Linked DNA regions of Mus musculus: region 2 is linked to region 1. The links are chromatin contacts, called in public Micro-C maps. All regions are on one chromosome and are shown on one strand. Each heading gives the region's core, a stretch centred on a gene start, on an enhancer-like site or on the middle of the called end of the contact. The rest is flanking DNA. Distances are from core to core; before and after follow the strand shown. Region 1 has its middle 62 kb from the start of Syk. Region 2 holds the start of BB123696 (expressed sequence BB123696).

What was found. A called contact is a pair of places that touch in the nucleus more often than the background predicts.
Region 2: a Micro-C map of embryonic fibroblasts shows a contact between it and region 1, with 5 times the contacts expected there. The contact joins the promoter of BB123696 here to the enhancer-like site in region 1. A contact is called at or near these places in 11 of 484 Hi-C or Micro-C datasets (adipose-derived mesenchymal stem cells, bone marrow-derived macrophages, cerebellar granule neurons and 6 more) and 1 of 115 datasets of contacts at active chromatin or transcription factors (embryonic stem cells).

The regions. Positions count from the first base shown.
Region 1 is chr13:52,656,072-52,661,759 of GRCm38.p6, forward strand. No RefSeq gene overlaps it. Among named protein-coding and RNA genes, the nearest start is that of Syk, 62 kb to the left of the region's middle. Within about 2 kb of position 3,465, at least 60 of the 459 cell types and tissues checked have an H3K27ac peak or open chromatin away from gene starts, as enhancers often do. A contact at or near this core is called in adipose-derived mesenchymal stem cells, embryonic fibroblasts, muscle stem cells and 1 more, where this site is marked.
Region 2 is chr13:52,754,904-52,760,591 of GRCm38.p6, forward strand. It overlaps BB123696 (expressed sequence BB123696), which reads right to left and starts at 2,302. Exons shown (of 3, transcript NR_027893.1): 1 at 2,053-2,302.

The DNA.
Region 1 (5,688 bases), core at 2,215-4,714:
TCTCATGCTGGAGGAGGGAAGAGGTGCTAGCGTCTAGTACTGGCCAGGCAGGGTGAGGCTGAGGGCTTTTCTCTCCTGGGAAGAGATTCGCACAGTGCTGACAACCTGTAGTGACTTTGCAGGAGAAACTGGGGCTGAGACAATGAAGGCTTAGTGGCGGGTAGAGCTCCACCTTTGACCTATCTTCTACTTAAGCCTAAACTTAATGTCAGGACCCTAAAGGTGACTTAGGGGGTCACCAGGTATCTCTTTCCCTACTTTTTACTAAGACCCGTCTGTTTAATGGTCATATTAAGGATGGGTGGCGGGCCAAACATAGCCTGATAGGGCTTCCTGGGCCCAGGCTGTAACCCCGACAATCCACTAGCACAGCCCACTCTGTCCTGATGTCCACCCCATTCCCCATTCCCAGGGTCTATGCATCATCAGCTTCCAACAGAGCTGCTTTTAGCTCTTAGCATCTTCATTCAAATAGCATACACACCCTCTTCAGTGGCCATTGTCCACTTTGGTTAGAGACATGGCACAGGCAGGGTGATGTCCTGGCATCGTCTGGGTGAGGCAGGGTCCTTTTTAATGTCAGGTTCCTCACCTTAAACAGCTTTATGGGCTTTCTAGGCCAAGACAGAGAACAAGTGCCACCAGGTGAGACAAAGAAGCTCAAAGGGAAATTATGCATGCCACTGCTGGAGTCACTCCACTTGGTGGAGTCAACCCTGGGCTAGCTGCTATCTGAGCAGCCTATGTGGCTTTATCCAGCAAGACTTGTGATGTCCTAGCTTTGTTTTCTGGTTCCCACACAAATAATCACCCAGGGGTCCTATCTCCTAACTGCCTGGTCTCTCAAAAACCCCAGGAACAGAGCCATCTCTGCACTCGGGGTGGGGGTGGGGTACACTTTGAAGAACAAAGATGAACATTATCGTCATTGTCAGCCTTCCCCAGAGGGACTAGGGGATCTCTGGAGACACACACAGAGATTGATACACACACACACACACACACACACACACACACACACACAGATAGACACACAGACACACATACACACACAGACACACATTCAGACACACACAGACACACATACAGACACACAGACACATACACAGACACACATACAGACACACAGACACACACAGATACACATGCAGACACATACAGACATACACAGACACTCATACAGATGCACAGACACACACAGAGACACATACAGACACATACACAGGCACACATAGAGACACAGAACAAACATAGAGACACATTCAGACACACACACAGACACAGAGACACACAAATAAACACACAGACACACATACAGACACACACAGACACATCCAGACATACATATAGACACACATACACACACAGACACACACAGACACACATACAGACACACACATATGTGTATGTGTGTGAGAGAAATGACAGAACAAGGAAAGGGGAAGAAGGGAGAACAAGGGAGACAACATTAATGATGTACACACAGATATACAGAAAGAGACGGAAGAGAGGGGACAAGCGCGATGTAGGGGAAACCCTGGGGAAGTTTTCCACAGCACCAGAAGACCCAAGCCGTTTTGTGAAGCCAGGCTCGGCTGGCTGTGCCCTGGTCTAGTGGAGACTTGTTCTAACTCTAAAGGGGCATTCCTCTGAGGAGTGGAAGCTGAGAGCCGAGGTGATGTCTCACAAAGTCCCAGCCGCTCTTGGCCATGCCAACAATTAGTGAGAGCAACTGGGCCCCCGTTCTCAGAGCCCCTCCCTCAGCTTGGAGAAAGCCATACGAATTTCCCTTTAACTGTCTAGTCAGCAACGGTTGTAACAGTGTGTGTGTGAGGGGGGGTGGGCATTAATGTGACAATGTCCTCAGGACTGCTCCAAGTGTCCCCATACCCTGCCCTAGTATCTGTCTGTCTGTTCACAGCCAGTCACCAGACTACCCAGCACCAGCTCTGAGCCCACACTCGAGAAGTACCTCGGCCACCAGTTCAGGGTGTTTTCTTGGCAATCCGTACTGTGAACCCCTCAGAAGGCATCACACAGCAGCAGGATTCCAAGTTCAATGCTCAGCCCTGGGTTCCCTGACTTGCACCAGGATTTCCAGGGCCCATCATATGAATCTCAGCCCTGGAATATGCCGTCCCTGTAACACCAACCCAGCCTTCGGCCAGCCCTCCTGCACGTGTCATGGGGTATACCTGGGGGATGGGTCACACAGATAAGGACATCCTGAAGTAGGGTAGGTCACACAGATGATCATGAAGCAATGTCCAGAAGGTGGCCGTTGGCTCTTCTGGTTCATATCTTTTAGCCCGGACCATGTTAAATAAACACAAGCATTACCAGGAGGTCAGAGGATATGGGAGGAAGAAGAGGAAGACAAGAGCAGGAAGGGAGGGTCTATCATATCACCAAGCCCCTAACACAAAGATGAACGTGCCTGGCCAGTGGGCCCCTCTCTATGCTGGACAAGACCCCCCTCTTATCAATCACCAACTCAGAAAGTCAGTGCAACTTTTGGGGATTCGCCTGTCAGTGCTACTCTTCATGTGTCCAGTAGGTGGCAGCAGATCCTCGGACAGGACTGCCACGGGGGCCACAGGCAGGAAAGAGCTGCTTCCTCCTTAACAAAGTACCTGTTTTAACAAGAGTCAGCGCTGCCAAGTGGATACACGGCAGGAATCACATTCCAGCAGGTGCAGAAATAATATACAAGGAAGCAATTTCTAATCTTGGACATCAAAGTACTGCTGAGTGGGAATTTAAACGGATCTCTTTATTTACTCTTTTAAAAATCTACTCGGAGCCTAGGTGGCGGGTGGCTCAGTCGACAGACAGCTTGCCTAGTGTGCTTTAGTCTGAGTACTGAGTAAAAGCGGGTGTGTTCGCTTGCTGCTCTGCTACATAATCAACGCAAGGCCTGACTGGACCCTGTCTCAAAAGGGGGTTGGGGAGGAGAGTCCACTTTGCACAAAATCATGTCTGCTAGTTTGACATCAAAATAGAGTCATCTTGGTGGCTTTGATTGGCAACGGTGGGGTGCAGACTAAGCGAGAAGCCTGTTGGTCTCTGCTCCAGTGTCTCTTGATTACTGGAACCTCGGGACCTTTCCCAGGAAGCCAGTGGTTTCAAGGACGACACGAATGCTCAGCCTTGCTAATGGCACTCAGATAACCTGGGATTTTGACCAAGGGAGAGCGGTTTGAAAACCAAACTGTGACTGACTCATGAGTTATTCCAGACTAGAAGATTCCTGCTTACAGCATCCGGGAGCCAGGGAGAAGCTATTCAAGCCCAGCCTGTGCTTTCCAGGCAAGGGCGTAGCATTGTGCACATTTGAGATGCTTTCGGATGGGCATAGGTGAAGACCCTGGCTCCAGGCTCTGCCCTGCCTCCACCTGGTCCTTCTCCCCGTCCCAGTACCTTCTCACGCCCAGGCATGCTAGCTGTGTTGAGAAAAACCGCAAGACAGGGACAGCTAATGTCTCTCCTTGATTTTGAGACATGAGTCAAAACCAACGATGAGCAATCCTCCTGACACAACCAAGAAAATATCTGAGAAATGCCAGAAAGATCGACAGGGCTTGGGTGGTGCAGAAATGTGTCTGTTTGCACAGGCTCTTCCTTTTGCTAACTGCGATCAGGGCCTAATGATGGTGCCAGGAGGGAGAAGGGGGCTAACCTGAGCACATTGCCAGGAAGCCAAGCTTACTATTCAGTGCTTTGAATAATCATGACTACCCCGGAGATTCTCCTTGGGACTTAGATATCCTGAATTAACATCATCTGTCTGGAGCTGTCTCTCTCGTGGCTCCCGGTTTGGGGGCAGTGGTCCATGAAGGGCCCATGGAGGGAAGAGAAGCTCAGTCACCAAGAGACAAAACAGATGGAGAATCCTGTTCCCATCGTGGGAAGATAAAGAAAGCACTGGCCCAGAGGCCGCCATGAGCTTCAAAGGCCCACCCCCACAACCTGATTCTCCCAGCTGGACCCCGCCTCCTCCTAAAAGCTCCATGTCCCCTCTCAACAGTACCACCACCTGGGATCAATACTGGGAATTCCCATGGGAGACATCCGAGATTAAAACCCTAGGGATCCCAGATCAGAGATCAAAGAGTGGACATGGGATGGTGCCACTCACTGGAATCCCTAGTGGCACGTTGGCAACATCTTTCTTTTTTCCCCATTCTTCTGACTGAATGCTCTGCTTGGCTTGAAATCTTAGTGCCAGAGGGAAGGAGATAGTTCCAGCACAGAGCAAGAACTCGGCTGCACGGAAGTGGATATGAAGACTTGATCTGACCCCTTTGGGATCCTTCATAATTCTGAGTTAAAAGTGAGTTACTGTCGGTGTCTGCTTTAATGTCCCAAGAGAAAATAAAGTAGGTTATCGCAAAGGAGGTGGTAAGGAGTCTGCCTGCAGCACAGGAGGACCCACAATGCATCGCAACATTACCATGCCTTGCACACAAAGTCAAGGACTACGGCGATGCACTATAATAAAATTATCTCTTATATTCTACAAGACTGGAACTTCTGCTGGACCTCACAGCCAGAGTTAATAATGCACCTTGAGGTCACTTAAGACTTAAGGCTGCTATCCTACTGTGGACTCAAACTGTTTGTTTAGTCTGCCTCTAAGAGAACACTGTAATAACCAAGCTTGCTTGCCTAGGATTTCCCATGTAATCAGCTTTTACAACCGAAGCTAATGCATAGCTGCAATCTTAAGTTATGCACTCTTCTATGCCCCCAACCTGGAACAAGGCATATGTATCATTTGCTTTAAACAGCAAACACAGAAGTTGAAGGCAACTTCTTAAAATCTATCCTACAGGTGGATGGCATCCACTTATGGACGCTGGCCAATAAGCAGTGATGTTTGTTGTCTGAGACAGTTAGGACCAGTTGGAGCCAGTGACTTCATCCCTTATAAAACCTCCGTTAAAGATTTCTGAAAAGAATCCCATTCCTTCCCCGAGAGATGCTTTCCATGACTCTCAATAAAGGCAGAGCAAAGGCCTGTGTTAGGTAGAACAGTCACGCCACTCACAGACACAGAGACAGACACAGCCATGTGACAGATACAGGGAACGATCCGAAGGATAGCCTTCAGTCAGGCACAGGCTTGGACTCATGTAGACAGAAGACAGAAGGCCTAGGGAGCATGGAGTGGAGAATTTGAATCTGAAATCCCTCTTGGCTAAATGACTCCAAGGGCAAGAGCTTTTCTTTCTTTCCTCAATGTGATACTGACACATTATTGGTGGCTTGCAGCTAACCACGAACCTGTTTAATCTGCCCAAAGGACAGAAACCCAACTCAAGTCAGATTCTGGGGTCTAGATCCTTTAGGAAAGATGGCGTGGATCACCCCACAAGGCAGTGATGAGGTAGAGCGGCTTGGAGACTGAGAGGGGAAAGCAGAAGAGGCGGTGAGGCAGCTGTAGCCTTCAGACAGGTCCAGGTCCAAGAGCTGGCTATATCCAATGGCTATGGATATGCTTGTGTGTCAACACAATAAAACGCTCTGCTTCCTTCTCTTAAATGACAGCACACAACATGCCAACTTTACATAAGAATTTGAGTGGTGGTAAGTGTTACAGTTGGGGTGGCCAAGGTGCTACATTAGAATCGCCAGGGAAGAAAGTCTCAATGTGGAGGTTTCTAAATAGATTGACCTGTGGGAATG
Region 2 (5,688 bases), core at 1,052-3,551, 98 kb after region 1:
CGGGGAGCTCACACTTTTAGGCTAGCTATCTGCAGCGGCTGCTGTCACCTCAAGCAGGGCCAAGCCAAGTGACAGTCTGTTCTGTGCTGCTATGTCAGAGCGCCACAGACAGAATAATTTACAGTGAACAGAAACACCGTGATTCACAGTCCAGAAGCCAGCAGCATCTACACATGTTAGATACTGTACTATATCTATGGGAGAGGGTGGTGTGGCCTGAGGAGGAGGAGGGAAGGCAGAGAATCAAAGCAAACAGAGACTGAAAAAATGGGGAGGGGCTAAGCCCACCCCACAGTCACAGGCCTACTTCCACAGAGCGGTATTAATTTACCTCACCTTCTTGGACCATTTGCTTCTCATCAGCCCCGCCCCCTATCATCTTGAAGATCAAGTTCCCAGTATGCTCTTGGGTGATCCATCGGAACCATAACACAAGGGATGCAAGTGTGCTTGCCTTGTGTCCCGGAAAAATAATGAACTTGAGACTATTCACTTACAGAAACAAAATGCACACTGAGGTGAAGCATGGAGCAAGCACCAGCTCCAAAGGGGGCCCCAGGGCGTTCAGGCACCTGCGCTGTGTGCGCTCTTGCTGACAGAGTCCTAGGCCTGGGACCTTGACCTGACCCCAGAGACAGCGCTGGGATTCCCAACACTGTATTACCTTCTCATAAATTACACCTCAAAACAAGAGGGGGCTGTAGAGCTGAAAACACAGCTTCCCAGAGTCTGATACCAGTCTCATCTCCCTGTTTCCAGCATCGTCTGAACCAACTGAGGTAAGTGTGGATCTGATCGGTAGCGGTCCTTCCATGGACAGATAGTTGGGTGGCTGTCACTCAAGGTTAAGATAATCAGCTGGGAGACAATGACCCCATGCTAGGTGTTTCTAAACAGGGGCTGGCCGGGCTGAACAGACCCGGAAGCTTTGACACAGTTACTTGCAGTCCAGGCAAGGCATGCAGGAGGTGGAGACACAGGGCTGCATGCAGACAAAAAAGCCCAGGCTAAAACCACAGGAGGTTGAGGCATGCTGTCATGTGTCCCTCCATCAGTCTAGGCTGTGTTACTGTTTTCAGTTTTGCGTAGGAAAATGGCGACATGCTTCCTATGCCTGCGCCATGCAATGTTCTGGCAACAAAGGCCCGAGTATCTGAGTTCACTGTGTGGCAGCCCTTGAATGTTGTAAAACACATCACTCTGTGGAGTCATTAACCGAGGCATCTCACCACAGACACGCAGCTGAGATTCACCAATCATCTAAATTCCTGGCACAGTTAACCGACGAACAAGAACAACTCGAGTCCTCCTCGAAGCCTCTGAAAATGTCAAGTGCTCTTGTTAGCTCTACAGAAGTGTTGCTTTTCAAATGGCAGCCAGCGGCTGAGGCCCTGTGAGGATGCACTTCACTCCTGGGAGAGAGGGCTCTGCCAGCAAGATCTCTCACAGCAAGGCGCCTTGCAGGACTCATTTTACTGGCTGCCTCTCTGAGGTGACTCTCTGGGGAGGTCCCTCTCTGGGGGCACTCATTTTTGTAACAAAAGAAATAGTGAGCTTCTAATTTAGTGAGTGGGAATTCCTAATGGATAGTCTCAAGATGCTAACATGACTTCTTGGGGACAGGAGCCACCTCTACTGTACCAGCAAAGTAGGGGTGGGGGAGGGTTTGAGACAAGAAGACAGTGAATCACCCCAACCAACTGTCAACTGCTCCAGTCCTGAGGGAATAGCTCTCCATTCCTGAGAGCACGAGAGCTATGTAGCATGTCCACTGTGTGTGACCCAGAAAAGTGGGACCAATTCTGACCAGATACCCCTACCCCCAGCCAGGAATTTCCACAGGGGTTATTCCTCTACAGCCCGACTCAGAAGTTGGTAGATAACCTGGGCTGGGAGCTAGATTCTGGAATGCCTGTGGGATGGTAAGAGACATGGGACTCCAGCTGAAGGACCAGTTCTCTCCTTCAGTTATGGACCCATGAACAGAGAAAAGGAATGGCAATGTCAATAGGACTCTGCTGAGTTCCCAATGGAATCATATAAGTCACTTACAAATCAGGTGTCAGGCTGAGGGACAGCAGCAGAGCTTCACTGGCAGCCTTGATTCATAATGGTGATGGGAGTCGTTGTGATCATGGGCATTGCTCCAGGGAGATGGAGCGTGGACTTCAGGTAGCCAAGTGCTCTCGTCCTCCCTGCCGAGTGAATGCAGGTGACTTGCATGCAGAAGCTTGCCCCCAACTTGCAGTGGCCCTCAGGAAGCACACCTGCATGCCACAGCCAGTGCCAGCCATGTTCATCTGGTACCTGGCTGGCCCCACAGGATTGCCTCCCTCACAAAAGAGCTTGCTTCAGCACAGAGTATGCACAGCCAAAGAGGAATGGTCAGGAGAACACATGACCTAGCTTCTCTGTCCTCTGCCATTGAATCTTATACTAGAATCACAGGGGGATTCCAGCAGGCGAGGCTCCTCCCCTCCCACGGACCTGATCACTGGCCCTGCCTAGGTTTCTTCTTACTACTCCTCTCTTACTCAGTTGAGTTCCCAGCTCATCATCATCCAAAATAAATGATTCGCTGCTCTGACTGTATCTCAGGCTCTGCTTAGGGCACAAACTGATCATGATTTTTCGTTTAAAACTTTCCCCCAACCGTCTACTGTGAGCTGTTTCTTTAGGAACTGGAAAACTGGCAAGTGAACAGTCTGGAATGGCTGTTTCTATGCACTGATCTATTTTCGATGATTAAAAAAAATTGACTAGGAGATGAGCATCCTCCCAGAATCACACTCAGGGTGGCGACAGTTACTGATTCTATTTGGTGTAGCTACAGCTGCCATTCTCAGCCTCGGTGAGGAGGGTTGCTCTCCTATAAGGGACAGACCAGTACTAAGAGGCCACCCAGGAAGCAGAGAGCTAGCCCTGAGGGAAAGGAAGAATAAACAGTAAGGTAGCCAGTTGCCCCTAACAGCCACAAGAGGCCTCAGCTGCTGGGAAATAGGTTGCAGGGATAACTGTTATTATACAGTTATAATATAGTGGCTGTAGTGGAGCCATCCCCTAACTGAGCCACACCCTCCAGGATGGGAGAGAGAAGTTGCTGTAATTTTGCAGGTTCAGAAAATTACAGGATTCACAAGTTTCCCTGTCCCGCAAGGCTACAGAAGCACAAGCAATTGTTGGGGTAGGTAGGTGAGACTTCAGGCGGCTCTGCTCCCAAGCTGTGGAGCGTTCCAGTCTTGGGGGTGGGGCTTTTTGACAATTGCAGTCACCTCTGAAGCACCTAAAGCTCCTATAAGCAACCTCCATAAGCTCACTGCTCAGCAAGCTGGGCTTGCTGTCAGAGACTTCTCAGGGATGAAGAGATGTTTGTTCCTATCTCCCCGGGAAAAGTCACCTGCGACAGTCACCATCCTCGCACGGAACGTTACACTGTAAACTCCAAACCTCCCAGAGGTAAATTCAAGGTGCACTGTGGATTTGAAGCTGTTTAGAAAACACAGAGGAAAAATATTTGCAATCTGGGAAAACGGTTCTTCAAAATGACACCAGACGCAGAAGGCGTGATTGCGACGGTGGATGGGCTTGGTGTCATTGATTACAGACTTCTCTGCGAAACCTTAAGGGGATAGAAAGCTGGCTAAAGATTTATAAGGTTCTAACACATCACACAGCTATCATAAAGCTATATCTACAATATATGAGGAATGCTCAAAACCAGTAAGAAATGGTCCAGTGAGAAACCGGGTAAAAGGCCAGAGATGTAAAAGGCAAAAGAACTCTGATGCTCCGTGTCACGTGACACCAGTGAACACCCATCGGAACACTAAAGCGACCATACAGGATGCCTGCAAGAAGACAGAGGAACTGGGTCCCACACACCTGATGGAAATGGAAAACACAGGCCGACCCCAGGAAAACCTGTAGGCACTATGCAATTATCAACAGTGCAGCAGCTAGACTCTTGGGCATTTCCTCCCCAGAAGCAAAACTCATGGTCACACAAAAGCTTCAATACAACGTTCACAGCAGTTTTACTTGGTATGTCCAAGCTGGAAGTGTCTCAGAATGGCTATCCAGTGTGAGTAAACAGGTAAACCCACCATGATGGTACATCATACCAGGATATACCAGCCTGCAGAGCAAATGGTACCAACCGAGAGGAGCTGCGTCACTCTCCAGGAAGCTGTACTGAGTGGGAAAAGCCAGTCTCGTGGGCTTCATCTAATACTGTCCCATGTCTATGGCACGCTTACAATAACACAATTCCACAACAGAGACTAGATTAGTGGTCACTGGAGAGTAGAGCCTGGGATTAGGGGTGAGGCATTGGTTATAAAACAAAAACGGGGGGATGTCCATGGTGAAGGAGGTACGCTGGCCTTGATGTTGAAATGCTGCATTCACCAAATCTTTTCATTACAGACAACTGGGTAAAGGCATATGAGGTCTCTTGTGCGTTATTAGGACAAATGTGAGTGATCAACAATGATCATTGATTTACAACATTTAGGTGAGGAGAGCCAGCTCAAGTAGGGCTTTCCGCACGAGCTGGAGAACCTGAGTTTGTTAGTTACTCTAAGTAGTACTAATGTGGAAGCCACAGGGCCAGTAGAAAGAACCTATACTTCATTTCTTGGCCTTCAACCTTCGCCAGTATATGGTAGGATGTGTTAGATTAAAAGGCAAAAGAGGAAAGGTAGGTTCCATAGTAATGAAGCCAAGCCAAAATTACTGTTCACAAGGAGAATTGTAGGCTCACGGGGATAGGCAGACACGATGGAGTCTGACAGAAAGACCCTTCAGATCAGTGGGGAAAGGGGGTTTCTGACTCTTACAGGTTCACAGGGAGATAGAGCTAGATAAAAGGAAAGCTGTAATCTGGAGTTTACTGGTTAAGTCTTAAGGTTGCTCAAAGCTGCAAGTGGGAGACTATAAACCACTTTATTTATAAACCATCTTTATTGCCCCCTGTGTGTGTGTATATATATATATATATATACCCCTATATATATATATATACACACATATTTATTATACATTATACATAATATATTGTCATGTTATACGTTATATGCTATATGTTGTATGTTAAAAATTACATATTATATGTTATATATATTTTATGTGTTCATGTTATATGTTACATTATATATTATGTGTTATATGTTGTATGTTGCATGTTATACATTATTGTTATATAATGTATACAATATATTCTATATTCTATATTCTATATTCTATATTCTATATTCTATATTCTATATTCTATATTCTATATTCTATATTCTATATTCTATATTCTATATTCTATATTCTATATTCTATATTCTATATTCTATATTCTATATTCTATATTCTATATTCCATATTCCATATTCCATATTCCATATTCTATATTCCATATTCCATATTCCATATTCTATATTCTATAATGGGGATTTATTAGAGTGGCTTACAGGATGTGGTCTAGCTAATCCAACAATGGCTATCTATCAACAGAAGGTCCAAGAATCCAGTAGTTATTCAGTGTACAACTGGATGTCTCAGCTGGTCTTCACTGTATGTCAGAATTCCAGAGAAGTAGGCTGTAATGCCAGTGAAGGAATAGACTTGTCAGAGAGGGCAAGAGCAAGCAGACAAAGAGAGCAAACTTCCTTCTTCCATGCCCTTTAGACAGGCTCACAG